2 separate regions of the Zea mays genome follow, and region 1 is linked to region 2. Evidence: chromatin contacts called from public Hi-C data. All regions are on one chromosome and are shown on one strand. Each heading gives the region's core, a stretch centred on a gene start, on an enhancer-like site or on the middle of the called end of the contact. The rest is flanking DNA. Distances are from core to core; before and after follow the strand shown. Region 1 holds the start of LOC100283972. Region 2 holds the start of LOC100192010 (50S ribosomal protein L13, chloroplastic-like).

Region 1 (5,873 bases), core at 358-2,857, 170 kb after region 2:
AAAAACTGAGAAAAAAATAGGAGCTGTGCAGGGACAGAGCATGCTTGTGGCTATACATTGAAGTGCTCAATCGGGCTAAATTGAGCTTCAAAGAATATGCACACGTGATGCATAGCACCATGTTTATACATCGGCTGGTATAAAGACCTGGGCCGGTCCATGGCTTTTAGACATGTTTGGAAGAAGTGGATTAAAAAGGTTAAAATCTCTTTCTATTTAATTTTGAATAATAAGAGATTTTAGTCCCCTTAAACCCTTCGCTCCAACACACCATTAGTGCCACCACACATGGTGCTGGTGCAAAATACGCTCCCGAACACGCCTTAGTGCCACCACGCATGGTACTGTGCAAAATAATCATCAGAAGTACCCGTATATGTATATGGATAGCTGCTATACCTATGCCTGTCCATGGTTTCAGCCTACTCTATGGTTGTCCGTGCTACCCGGAGAACACGACCATTCCACATAAAACCTTTGCCACTACTACAAGCAAAGCGGCCACATAATCGCAAGCATGCAGTGCTGATTGGCAATGGTAATCAACATACTAAGGGCATGTACAACTCTGAAACATCAGTTCACTTTTTTAAGTATAAAATACGATTAAAAGACTGTATGATACAATCCTGAGACACTAGATCAGAAATACAGATAAATTCGTGAAGAGACGGGTTCTTCACGAAGAGTCCGTCTTTTGTATTTTTTCGCTTAGAACCTTAGACTCCTAAAAAGACCTCATATTAAATAAGGTTGTACATGCCCTAACCTCAGACAAGTAGACCTGAAAACGCGCTATCGTGCACCTAAAGGCTAGTTTAGAAACTTAAATCTGCTCCAGTATTCCCGGGGATTGAGTGAAAAAATAGCTCATTTTCTCTCAATCCCCAATAATCTTAAAAGGGATTTAAGTTTCCAAACTATTTAGGCAATTCTCAACATACTAACCCTGGATAATTCTATACTACTCTATTAAGATAGTAGCGTCAGCGTCCACACCCTGTTGCCCCCGCCTGACCCCGCGTCCTCCCACGCGCGCGCCAGTGGGCATCCTCGAAGACAACGAGTGGCCGCGGGAAAGACCTGCGGCCTCTGCTACCTTTCCCTCTTCCCCTCGCTTGGCACAGATTCCTAGCGCTGCCAAAAGCAAACAACAGCCTCCTCTCCCCTCCCGCCATTACTCACCGGCTTACATACCACGCCTCTCGGCTCTCTCTCTCCCTCGACCACAGTGGCGGACCTAGGTTTTTTATATAGGGTGTGCCACAACAAAATTTTCATATACAATTACAAAATATATATAAATTTATAGTAATAATCTTTTCCATCGTCTAGCATCCCAACCGATCGCTCGAACAGGAATTTTTCAACATAAACTCTAACCTACAATTTTAATAGAAGCCAATGGGTGAATTTGCTTACTGAATATCAATCCATGTGCTCTAAATCGTGATTGCTTGGTAAGAACAACATATATTTCTCCAAGGACTCCAAAAGAATCAACACAGCGACCACGAGCCCTCTTGCAAAGCCAATTCATGTAACCTAAATATGTTGTCAAAAGTTGAGCGACATCAACCATAAACACCCATGTATCTCTATCCATTTGCTTCTCACCTATGTGCAGCACCTTATCAATTGTAAATAAAGGGGAAAAATGTACGATCACATATTTATATACTTATTAACCGGAGAAATAATTTAACGAGCACAACAACAATTCGACTAGGCTGCACACATCACCTAGAAGGACCCACGTGAGGCTCAGCCTCGTAGGTGAATCCTGGCTGGGCACTAGCCACTAGGCATGGGCGTGTCACGCGTGTGGCGGTTAGGCTCTGGACGCGAGCGCGCGAGCGCGCGGCACGACGGTGGTCGGTGGCTAACCAACGTGGGCACCCGATGAGACGATAGATGGACGCGGGCGCGCGACGTCCTGGTGGCGATGGCTGGGCGAGGGCGTGAGGCGTTCTAGCGGCGCTGAGGCTGGGCATGGCGTTCTGGCGACCGGCGGCTAGGTCTGCTCGTGCTCAGGCGTCAGAACTGTGAAGGCTAGGCTTAGGGTGTGCCACGGCCCACCTGGACCCCCTGTGGGTCCGCCCCTGCTCGACCAGAGGCGGAGAGCACTATAGTCACGAGCTCCACAGTCCAAGCTCGCACTCGCAAGTGCTAGCATCTCTCGGTAATGGCGAAGTCGCGTGGCTTCGTGATGGCGGCTGTGATGGTGGTGGCGGTGGTGGTGGCCGTGGTATCGGTGGCGCCGCGCGGCGCGGAGGCGAAGACGACGATCGAGCCGTGCTCGGGGTCCGACTCCTGCCCGGCGCTGCTGGGTTACACGCTCTACGCCGACATGAAGGTGTCCGAGGTGGCCGCGCTCTTCGCCGTCGACCCGGCGGCGTTGCTGGCCGCCAACGCGCTCGACTTCGGCGCCCCAGGGGCGGCGCACCGCATCCTGCCCATGGGCCTCTTCGTGCGCGTGCCCACCCGCTGCTCCTGCGCCGACGGCGTCCGCAAGTCCGTCTCCGTCCGCTACGCCGCGCGCCCGGCCGACACGCTCGCCACCGTCTCCGACGTCGTCTTTGCGGGGCTCGCCTCCTCCGACCAGATCCGCAACGAGAACGGCCTCACCTCCGCCGACCCCGACGCGCCGCTGGACGCCGGCCAGAAGCTCGCCATTCCGCTGCCATGCGTCTGCTTCAACTCATCCGACAACAACCTCCCCGCGGTGTACCTCTCCTACGTCGTGCAGGTCGGGGACACCGTGCCCGCCATCGCTGCAAGCTACGAGACCACCGTCACGGATGTCATGAATGTCAATGCCATGGGGAGTCCCGTCGCCGCGCCAGGCGACATTCTCGCCATCCCATTGCCAGGTAGGAGTACATGATATGCCCAGACGGATTCATGTATGGTGAAATAGGCAACTCCATCGTCTTATATAATGGCATTTTCAGCAGACGTATATAATGGCATTTTCAGCTTTCGCGAGAATTATAATGGCACTGATATAGTTTCACGAATAGTTATGGTGTGCAGCGTGCTTCAAAAACAACAAAACTATAATGGCGTGTACTAACCCATATTTCAGCTATACTATAGTTTACTAGGCGCCAACAGTATGCACTCGATGTTGGAAGCGCATGCAGTGGTTCAAAAACGAGCATGCTAATGTGGGTCTCAAGTTACTAATTGTTGATTTGAGGCATGAATAGTGTGTTAGATGCTTGCCTCACTATCTTTAATGGAGTCATGTACTTGTAGCCCATATTTATCTATTATGTCGATTATTTTGCTGTAGATGAAAACCTGTTCAAGAGTCCATCTCAGATGGTTGTAATTAAAAGCAATCCAAAAAAGTAGGTCGTAATTAGACATTGTCCTTGAACATTGCAAATAGCTAAGGTTAAAAAATCCACATTTCATATCTATACTACTCTATTAAGATAGTAGCGTCAGCGTCCACACCCGTCCACACCCTGGTTGCCCCCGCCTGACCCCGCACCCTCCCACGCGCGCGCATGAAAGCAGCTCGCTAGCCCCCGTCGTGCCCCTCCCCCACGACCGAGGCACCGTCCCCCGCCGCCCCCGCCCCGGATCTCGCCCCCGCCGCGGATCCCGCGCTGGCTCTATGCGGGAGTGCTGCCGAGCTCTGTGCAGGAGTGCTGCGGCGCCTTCCTCCGGCTGTACGCCACCGAAGCGCCCACCGCCGCAGCCCACACGCCTCCTGGGCGTGCGCGCGCACATAGACAGGCAGACAGCTAGCGGTTTCAGTTTCAGCAGAAGATCATCGTCTTCAAGAACGGAAACGGAACACTAAGCAGCAGTGGTGGATCCGCAACAAAGGCTGAGACTGACTCACCGATGGCTGCGAGCTCGTGGTCCTTCACCCAGGACTGCACCGACGAGCTTATCCGCTCCACCGTTGACTCCATCGACTCGGACGGAGGATCTCGGTTCCCTCCCTGCCTGTCTCTGATGCGGGGGGATCTGGGATGCGACTCCTGCTTTTGTTGGACGATTGAAGTTCTTGGAAGGGGCGGGGAAGGGTGGGATTGGATTGGATTGAATTGAACTGATGAGTCTGAGTGCAAGGCCCTGTCTCGACTAACTTATAGCTGAACGGGCGAGTGGAACCAGTGGCTGCCCTGCCCACTGGAAGCCTGGGAACGGGGAGGGAGGGGAACCAAATGGGAGGCCCCCGCCTTCTGTTTCTGTCTGTTTTGTCTTCGTTCCTGGTGGCTCGGCTTCTGGTTTTCCAGGCCGCTTGTGGCTTCAGGCAGGGCAGGCTGCTCTGCCAGTTTCAGCTCAACGGATATTTCGTCTTCATTATTAAAAGAAAACGAAAACTCAACTAACATTCCTGCCAGCTAGCGACTCTTTTTTTTTCTTCCCCACTCTGACACGACTTATTACCAACATATAATACAATAGCATTATAGATATCATTATATTTGACCGATATCTTCCCGGCCAGGAGGGGACCAAGATAAACTTGGTGAGTGAGCGAGCGAAACAGATTTCCTGCTGATTCTTGATTTCTTGGAGGCCGGGGATTCTTCAAATCTCCAAAGATTGGGATGCGTCGTGCTTTCACGGTAAGCATCTCGTTTGGGGTATCTGCATCCGGGCTGCTCTAGCACATATGATACCTCGCCTTGAAATAAAGGTTTATTTATCTGAAACTTCTCTCCCTTCAGTTACTTCGTTATATTGATTCGAATTAGCCACCGGAAGGCAGTTTTTTTGGTATTATATATATATTTAAAAAAACCGTTTGAATCTTTGGTGGGACTATTACCGCATTTGGATCATGTGGTAATCTATAGCGCCGATCGATGCAAGTGCCATCGAATCTGCACATATGCTTAGTACTTCACATTTCTTCAGCTACTAATCATAGGAATCATGTAAGATACTGGGTTGTGATGGTTCAATGCTGCTTGATGGCACCCCACCCTTCACAGGGGAGAAGAATGCTCCATCCAAACTATTCCTTGCGCAGGGTTTGATGTGACCAACAGCGTCAATGTACAACTTGAACAGATCTGCCTACAGATGTAGTGTCATGCGCTGACATCCTCACTTGTGGCAGCACATGAATCTGTTGTAGCAACAAGACAAGACAAAAAAAACTCGAACATTAGAGGTAGCAAATTGACGGAAGAAGTGCCTATGTAGCAAAATTACGAGAACCTCTTTATGTTTAAGAGATTATGATATTTATAATACTGGACCTAAACAAACCTAAGGAAGTACTAAATTATCGTGTTATTATTCGGTTCCGTTGCAACGCACGGGCACTCACCTAGTAATTAAAATATAACCCAAACACAGAGGAGCCAAAATCTGGTTTTGAAGCAACTAATCAATTTAAACCTCACCCTTGAGATTGCTACTACCTACTACTGATAGTTCAAAAAGTGACACCACTTTGTAATGTCATGTTAATAAGGGATCATATCAGAAGCTGCGCACGGGCTCCTTTAGCATTTGCCACTCCTATAACTTTCCCCAATTACTTCAGCCACACAGTTCCCTTTCCTTCTGTCAGGCTTTCATTTTACTTCAACCAGGAATGAGAAAGTCAAAGAATATGCCAAGTCGGCGAGTCAGCTATGAACATATGGATCTACGCCTTGCAGCGACAGACTACTATCTTGCCCAACTGGATAAACTTGGAGTGCAGCAGATTGAGAAGCTTCCCCTCTGTAGAATTGACTATTGAAATAATCATTATATTCTGAAATTCAAGAGAAAACTGGCTAAGACCCTCCAATTGGTGTATCGCTGGATTCTGATTGTTCGTCACCAATATCAAGTGATGAGATAGATGCCGCCAATTCATCAGCCGAATCAGATTTCAGTTCAGCTCC
Region 2 (6,070 bases), core at 268-2,767:
CAACGATTAAATGGGAAGATACCAAAGGTAGAAATCTTAAGATGTCATAATCTATCCTCTGTACCAATTTGTCATGATAGAAATTCTCATTCTCACTTTCCTAAGCCTGATATTTTATTTTTAGGATTGGGAAACAAAGTGTGTTCAGATACTAAATCACTTAACATGATTTTTGCAGATGTTGACTCATCGCCTTTTCACAGAGGCAAGGTACTCTATATGGGTTGACTCTAAATACCAATTACGAAGAGATCCTATAGGAATGCTTGAAGCTCTTCTTTGGAGGACAAACTCTACATTTGCTATCTCTGAACATGGAGCACGGAGTAACATATATGATGAGGGGAAAGCTATTGTTCAAAAGCACAAGGCTACCCCTGAAGAGGTAGAGGTACAATTGACTCGGTATCGTCAAGATGGAATGCCGGACACAAAAAGATTGCACGGACTGAAAGGTCAGTCTGTTAATCTTTCTCAAACAATTGTTCTTTTGCTCCTGTGGAATATCTCTGTATATGTTTTCCGAACTGTTATAATGAATTTACCCGTTTGATTTTTCAGCTCTAGCCGAAGCCTCTGTTATTGTGAGGGAACTCACCCCTGCAACGAACCATTTCATGTGTGCTTGGTTTAATGAAGTGGTTCGCTTCACATCTCGTGATCAGCTCAGTTTTCCATACGTTTTGTGGCGGCTAAACATGCATGGATTGAGCATGTTTCCTGTATGCACTCGCAGGGATCTTGTGAATAGTTTGGGTCACACAAGGAAAGTAAAACCTCTTACACAGACAAATTCAGGGTCTTCTACTACTTCGTAACCTTCCTCCCAGTTCATTTGCTGGTAGCCAACTAACCATTGATTTACATATGGTTCTAATCGTCGATACTCGACATCTCTGGTTCACAATTTTGTTGTTGTATATTATCATCTTTGCGTTCTTCCTGCGAGGGAATCCTGGATCTGAACCAGAAACACGTTAAGCTGTTGCTTCACTGCAACGCAATCACACGATGTTGCCACTATATATGTAAAAGATATGCTTTCTTTGGTTAGAAGAGAATGAACACTTTTCTGCCTCCTTTCCGTTTCCTGATGGAACATGTGAAAATGGTGTCCGTTATCAATTAATTCGGCTTCTGCTGCTGATGGTTGTCGCGGAAACTAGCAGCAATGGAAGTTCTGTTCCCGTCATTTTATTTGGACTCGAGAATTTCTCTGATTACCGATGTTTCTAATTGGTACTTGAACAGCGGAATCGTTTGAAAAAAATATGGTCCTGTCTGAAGCTATATTTTGTTAATGCAGCTCCCTTTGCCCAATAGTAATACATTGAATTTCTTTTTTTTAGATGGAATTATGGAACCGCCATTATTCTGAGTTTGGGAAGAGTTTCAAAGGAAGCGTTTAAATCTCAGATGAGCTGATAAGGTGTCGTAATGGGCCAAATCTGCATTTCGTTCTGAGCCCATGAAGCCCATATGTTCTTGTTAACCTTTCCCTGTTCTTTGTCTCCTATCCCCTTATCCGCTTGACGCTCCCCACTGCGCCTAAAAATGGCCGCGTCCCACTGAACCAACCGTCTGCACATCCTCCTCCTGTTGCCGCTCGCTCGCCGTGCCGCAATGGCTACGGCCGTCGCCTCCCATACGTTGCTCTCCTCCGCCTTCGCCCCGCGCCACTACCACCGCCGCCTGACCCGGACCGCGTCCGTGGGGCCGCGCCGGGCCGCCCCGGTGGGACTGGCCGTGCGGTGCGAGAAGAGCGACAAGCAGAAGAGGCAGCCGCTCGCCGCGCTCGTGCCCCGCGAGCAGCGCTTCATGTTCGAGGGAGACGAGCTCTGCGGCCCCGTACGACGCTCTCTCTTCCTCTCTTGAAACAATGTGCACATTTTCACAGCTCGTTTTGCAGGATTGTAACCCTGGACTGACAGTGTCCATCCTATTTTGTTCATGTTTCACCGTGGCCATCTTAATCCACCTCAGAGGCTTCGACTATCCTTTTATGTGCATGATGAAGGGCAATCAAGTTACAATAGAACTGCGTACATTATATATGTTATCTGCCATGTGCCATCATATCCAAAATTACCCATGGGCTGTTTGTGGTGAGAGAGAATTCATTAAAAATGAGCTTAATTGGACATGCAAGTCAAAGTGAACTGATGGTTGCCAACCAGCCTGTTCATAATTGTGACTTGTTTAGGATCAGTTACTAATACTATGGGTACAAAGTGAATGGTTTGTTTGTACTATGCCTTGTTCTTTCTTCTAATGAATTACTCCACAAGTAATTGTGTCTACTGAAATCTGATTCAGTGATTTAATTTGCAGGACATATGGAATACAACCTGGTATCCTAAGGCTGCAGATCATGTAACTACCGAGAAGACATGGTATGTTGTTGATGCAACAGACAAGATCCTAGGCAGGCTAGCATCCACCATTGCAGTACATATCAGGGGAAAGAATGAACCCACTTACACTCCTAGTGTAGACATGGGAGCTTTTGTTATTGTGGTAAGCGTTCTCTCAATACCTATAGTGTTTGGAATCCCTACAGTTAACAGGTAGCCAGCTAACAAATTGTTAGCTGGGTTGAGCCAGCTAATGAACTAATTGTTAACTGTGAGTTAGCTAACAATTAGTTGTGGGTGTTTGGAACCTGTATAGCTAATTTTAGCAGCTAACTATTAGCTGTAGAGGTTCCAAACAGGGCCTTAGTATACATGCTTTACTTCCCTCAGATTATTTGGTACTGAGGTGAGTAACCTTCCTCAAATAATCTTCAACTGTAGTTGTGTTTAATGTTTATGTTAGCATAGTCCTTTTGTGACTGGTGCATCTCTAAAGGCTCATTACCACGTATTCCCTCAGTTCCAAGTTATAAGACTTTTTGGATTTTTTTTGGATCCATTACTTTTGCTACGCACTTAGACATAATTCATGTCCAGATATTTAGTAACAACTATGTATCTAGAATTACCAAAACATCTTATAATTTGGAACAGATGGAGTAGATGATATGCATTATTGTGTTACACTACAATGCTGAGAGTCATTAACAACCTTTTCTATTCACATAGGTCAATGCAGATAAGGTTGCTGTTTCTGGTAAAAAGCGGTCACAAAAGCTTTATAGGAGGCACTCCGGAAGGCCTGGAGGGATGAAAGAAGAAACTTTTGACCAACTTCAGAAAAGAATTCCAGAGAGAATCATTGAACATGCGGTTCGTGGCATGCTCCCCAAGGGAAGGGTAAGAAAAAACATCTACTAGCTGATTGCCTCAGGTCTACATGTTCTCTTTCTCGTTTTAGTGCGCATGTTATAATGTATGCCAAATATGAAAATGACAACCAAATTTCCTGGTGACCTTTATTTTAAGGTCCCAAAAATTACAATTTGGTATTAGTTAGCAGATGTGAATTTTTTCTTTTGAGATTGAGAACTACTATAGTTAATGGTGAGGCCTTGTTCGGTTATTTCAATTCCATGTGGATTGGTGTGTTGGGATGGATTGGGATGGATTTTGACTTGCTATGGATTTAAACCGACTCAATACCACTCAATCCACATGGATTAACGGCGAAACGAACAAGCCCTGAAGTGTATTGCAGTCAGAACATTGCTCATGCATCAGCATGTACCTCCCAGTGAAAGCGTGACATTCAGAATAAATCACAGTACTAAATTCAAGGGAATGTTGTTATTGAACAAAATTAACAAGTCCAGATTGAATTAGTTAATTATCTTGCCGATCTTTTTTTTTCTAAGTTCGCAAAGGTGTGTTGCATGAACTCCATAAAAATTGCCTATTAACCTTTTTCTTGCAAATTGCTTCTTAGTTCAATTGTTTGGTAGTATGGATGCGTTTACTGAAACTCACATTATGGCAGGCAAATATCTTGTTATCTGAAGCATCCCCCCTAACCATTCCATTTTTCTTGTTGATGGCAAATTTGATTTAACTTAGTTTTGTTATGTGCTATATACTTGTTATATTTACATTTATATGCTCACCTTTTTTGCCAATTTGCAGCTGGGAAGAAGATTATTTACCCACCTCAAGGTATACAAAGGGACAGAACATCCGCACGAGGCTCAAAAACCTGTCCCACTCCCGATCAGGGATAAAAGAATACAAAAAACTGGATAGAGAATTCATCGACTGAAAAGGATGCAGTGGCGAATTCCTCCCCAGAAGGTTTTGCCCTTTGTTTGGAATGCTATCCTCATAACCATGCCTCTGATCGGGGAGGGGGGGGGGGGGAGTATAAATCCTCTTTGTAATTTTGATGTTTACCAATGCATGAAATTCAGTCAAATTTCTGTCAATGAGTAGTCATGTAATATGGTACGGTTTAAATCAACCTAAAATCTTTATTTTCCAGTTGAAGTTTGTAATTTTGACCTCGTATGGTATGAAGTGGCAGATTGTTTCAATGTTCGGCCTGCCATCTGGATATACGAAATTGATCGACAGTTTTCATAACCAATTTTCTTGGGTGGCGAGGTGTGATATTTTCTTCTGAGTTTGTAGAATAGACATGTGCTTCCTCATGTGACCTATATCTTTTGGTAAAATTGTTGTGGATGTAACTGAATGCTGGAATGCGTGGGAATAAACATGGAAACATAAAATAAAATACCACACATACAGGTGACGGTTGGTGCCTTATGCAATATTTTAAGGTAAAACGCAATCGTGTTTGTGTTAAGACTTAAGAGAGGCAAATTGCCTAGGGTACACGCATAAGCATAACCGGGACTCCGGGAGTAGGCCTGGAGGAGTGATAAAAAGGATGCTGATGGAAAATTCTACGTTCATTTACCTTTTTGGTGGACCCTAAACATGAGGTCTTGACCTCGTGTTAATTTTTCCTTCAAAGTGCGAATGAGCTCTTGACCTCGTGTTATCCACAGCCATAAAGCACGCTACACACATAATTAAAACAAGGTAACTTTTAAAATCATCTTAAGTCAAACTATTAATTTGACTGACCTGATTATAGCAAAGAAGAACAGCATTCACAACATTGAAGTAGTAGGTTATAAAAAACTCATAATAATTTGATGGTATAATAATAATATTTTTTATTAACTTAAAAATAATTTAGTTTATGATAACTACATAGTTTGATTTATTTTGGAAATGAAGGAATTAATTCGTATTACTAATAAATAGATAATAGACAAACGACGATAAGCTATATTTTAAGATCTAACGGTGCGGATCACGCAGAGTGACGCAGGAAGCCAACCCGTCGGCGAAGTCTAGTGGAGAACTGGACAGGTACGCAACCACTCGCCCCGAGGCGAGCTTCCACAAGCCACGGCGCCGGAACGCGTCACTGCTTACCTAACCCGACCCAACCCAACTAGAAACCGCGCGGTGGTTCGAGGGCATGGAGGCGGGCAGTGGGGACGCGTCATCGCTGCCATCCTGTCACGACCCTATCACTGGTGCATAGATCCAGTTAAGGCAACACAAGAAGGCAAGAAGGTTCAGAAATGGAAGAGGAGACCATGCTGCTTCGCAAACAAGTGGAGGAGACTGGTAAGGCTGTTTCTCTTCTTTGGTTGGAAGCCATGGCTAGAGATATGGATCGCTCTCTAGATAATTCTGAAGATGTAGGAGGTGGTAACAGAAGAATTCCCCAGAATAGAGGAGGTAGGACTCAGGGAGGAAGAGAGGAGAGTTCTGGTCGACAAGAGAGAGATGGGAACAGTTGCAGCAGCATATACCGAAGATGCCTTTCCCAAAGTTTGGAGGAACAGACCCAACTATATGGATAATTCAATGTGAAGACTACTTCATCCTCTATCGGGTCCCTAACTTCATGAAATCCATTGTGGCGTCTCTGAATTTTGAAGGCACTGTAGCACGTTGGTTGAAGGTGGTCAGGTTGAAGCAGGGGTTGGGAGATTGGAGAAATTTGTCCAAGCTTGTGCTAGACAAATTTGGAGCCAAGGAATACCCAAGAGCCATGAGTAAGTTGATGAGTATAAGGCAGAAGGGGGGTAGATGAATATGTGAAGGAGTTTGAAGAAGTGAGATATGCCACAACTGTT

Evidence for each region. Hi-C and Micro-C count contacts between places; a contact is called where the count stands out from the background.
Region 1: a Hi-C map of tassel shows a contact between it and region 2, with 5 times the contacts expected there. The contact joins the promoter of LOC100283972 here to the promoter of LOC100192010 in region 2. A contact is called at or near these places in 10 of 25 Hi-C or Micro-C datasets (bundle sheath, ear, endosperm and 4 more).

The regions. Positions count from the first base shown.
Region 1 is chr3:203,062,333-203,068,205 of Zm-B73-REFERENCE-NAM-5.0, forward strand. It overlaps LOC100283972, which reads left to right and starts at 1,608. Exons shown (of 1, transcript XM_034059761.2): 1 at 1,608-3,022. The coding sequence starts at 2,186. The coding sequence ends at 2,887. It overlaps LOC118476738, which reads right to left and starts at 4,308. Exons shown (of 2, transcript XM_035966411.1): 1 at 3,860-4,308; 2 at 3,338-3,758. The coding sequence starts at 3,932. The coding sequence ends at 3,439. It overlaps LOC103651208 (probable alpha,alpha-trehalose-phosphate synthase [UDP-forming] 7), which reads right to left. Exons shown (of 3, transcript NM_001301547.1): 3 at 5,541-5,873. The coding sequence ends at 5,763.
Region 2 is chr3:202,897,412-202,903,481 of Zm-B73-REFERENCE-NAM-5.0, forward strand. It overlaps LOC100192010 (50S ribosomal protein L13, chloroplastic-like), which reads left to right and starts at 1,518. Exons shown (of 4, transcript NM_001137434.3): 1 at 1,518-1,848; 2 at 2,332-2,517; 3 at 3,084-3,254; 4 at 4,038-4,441. The coding sequence starts at 1,624. The coding sequence ends at 4,154. It overlaps LOC100285659, which reads left to right. Exons shown (of 6, transcript NM_001158550.2): 4 at 1-27; 5 at 179-455; 6 at 562-1,203. The coding sequence ends at 818.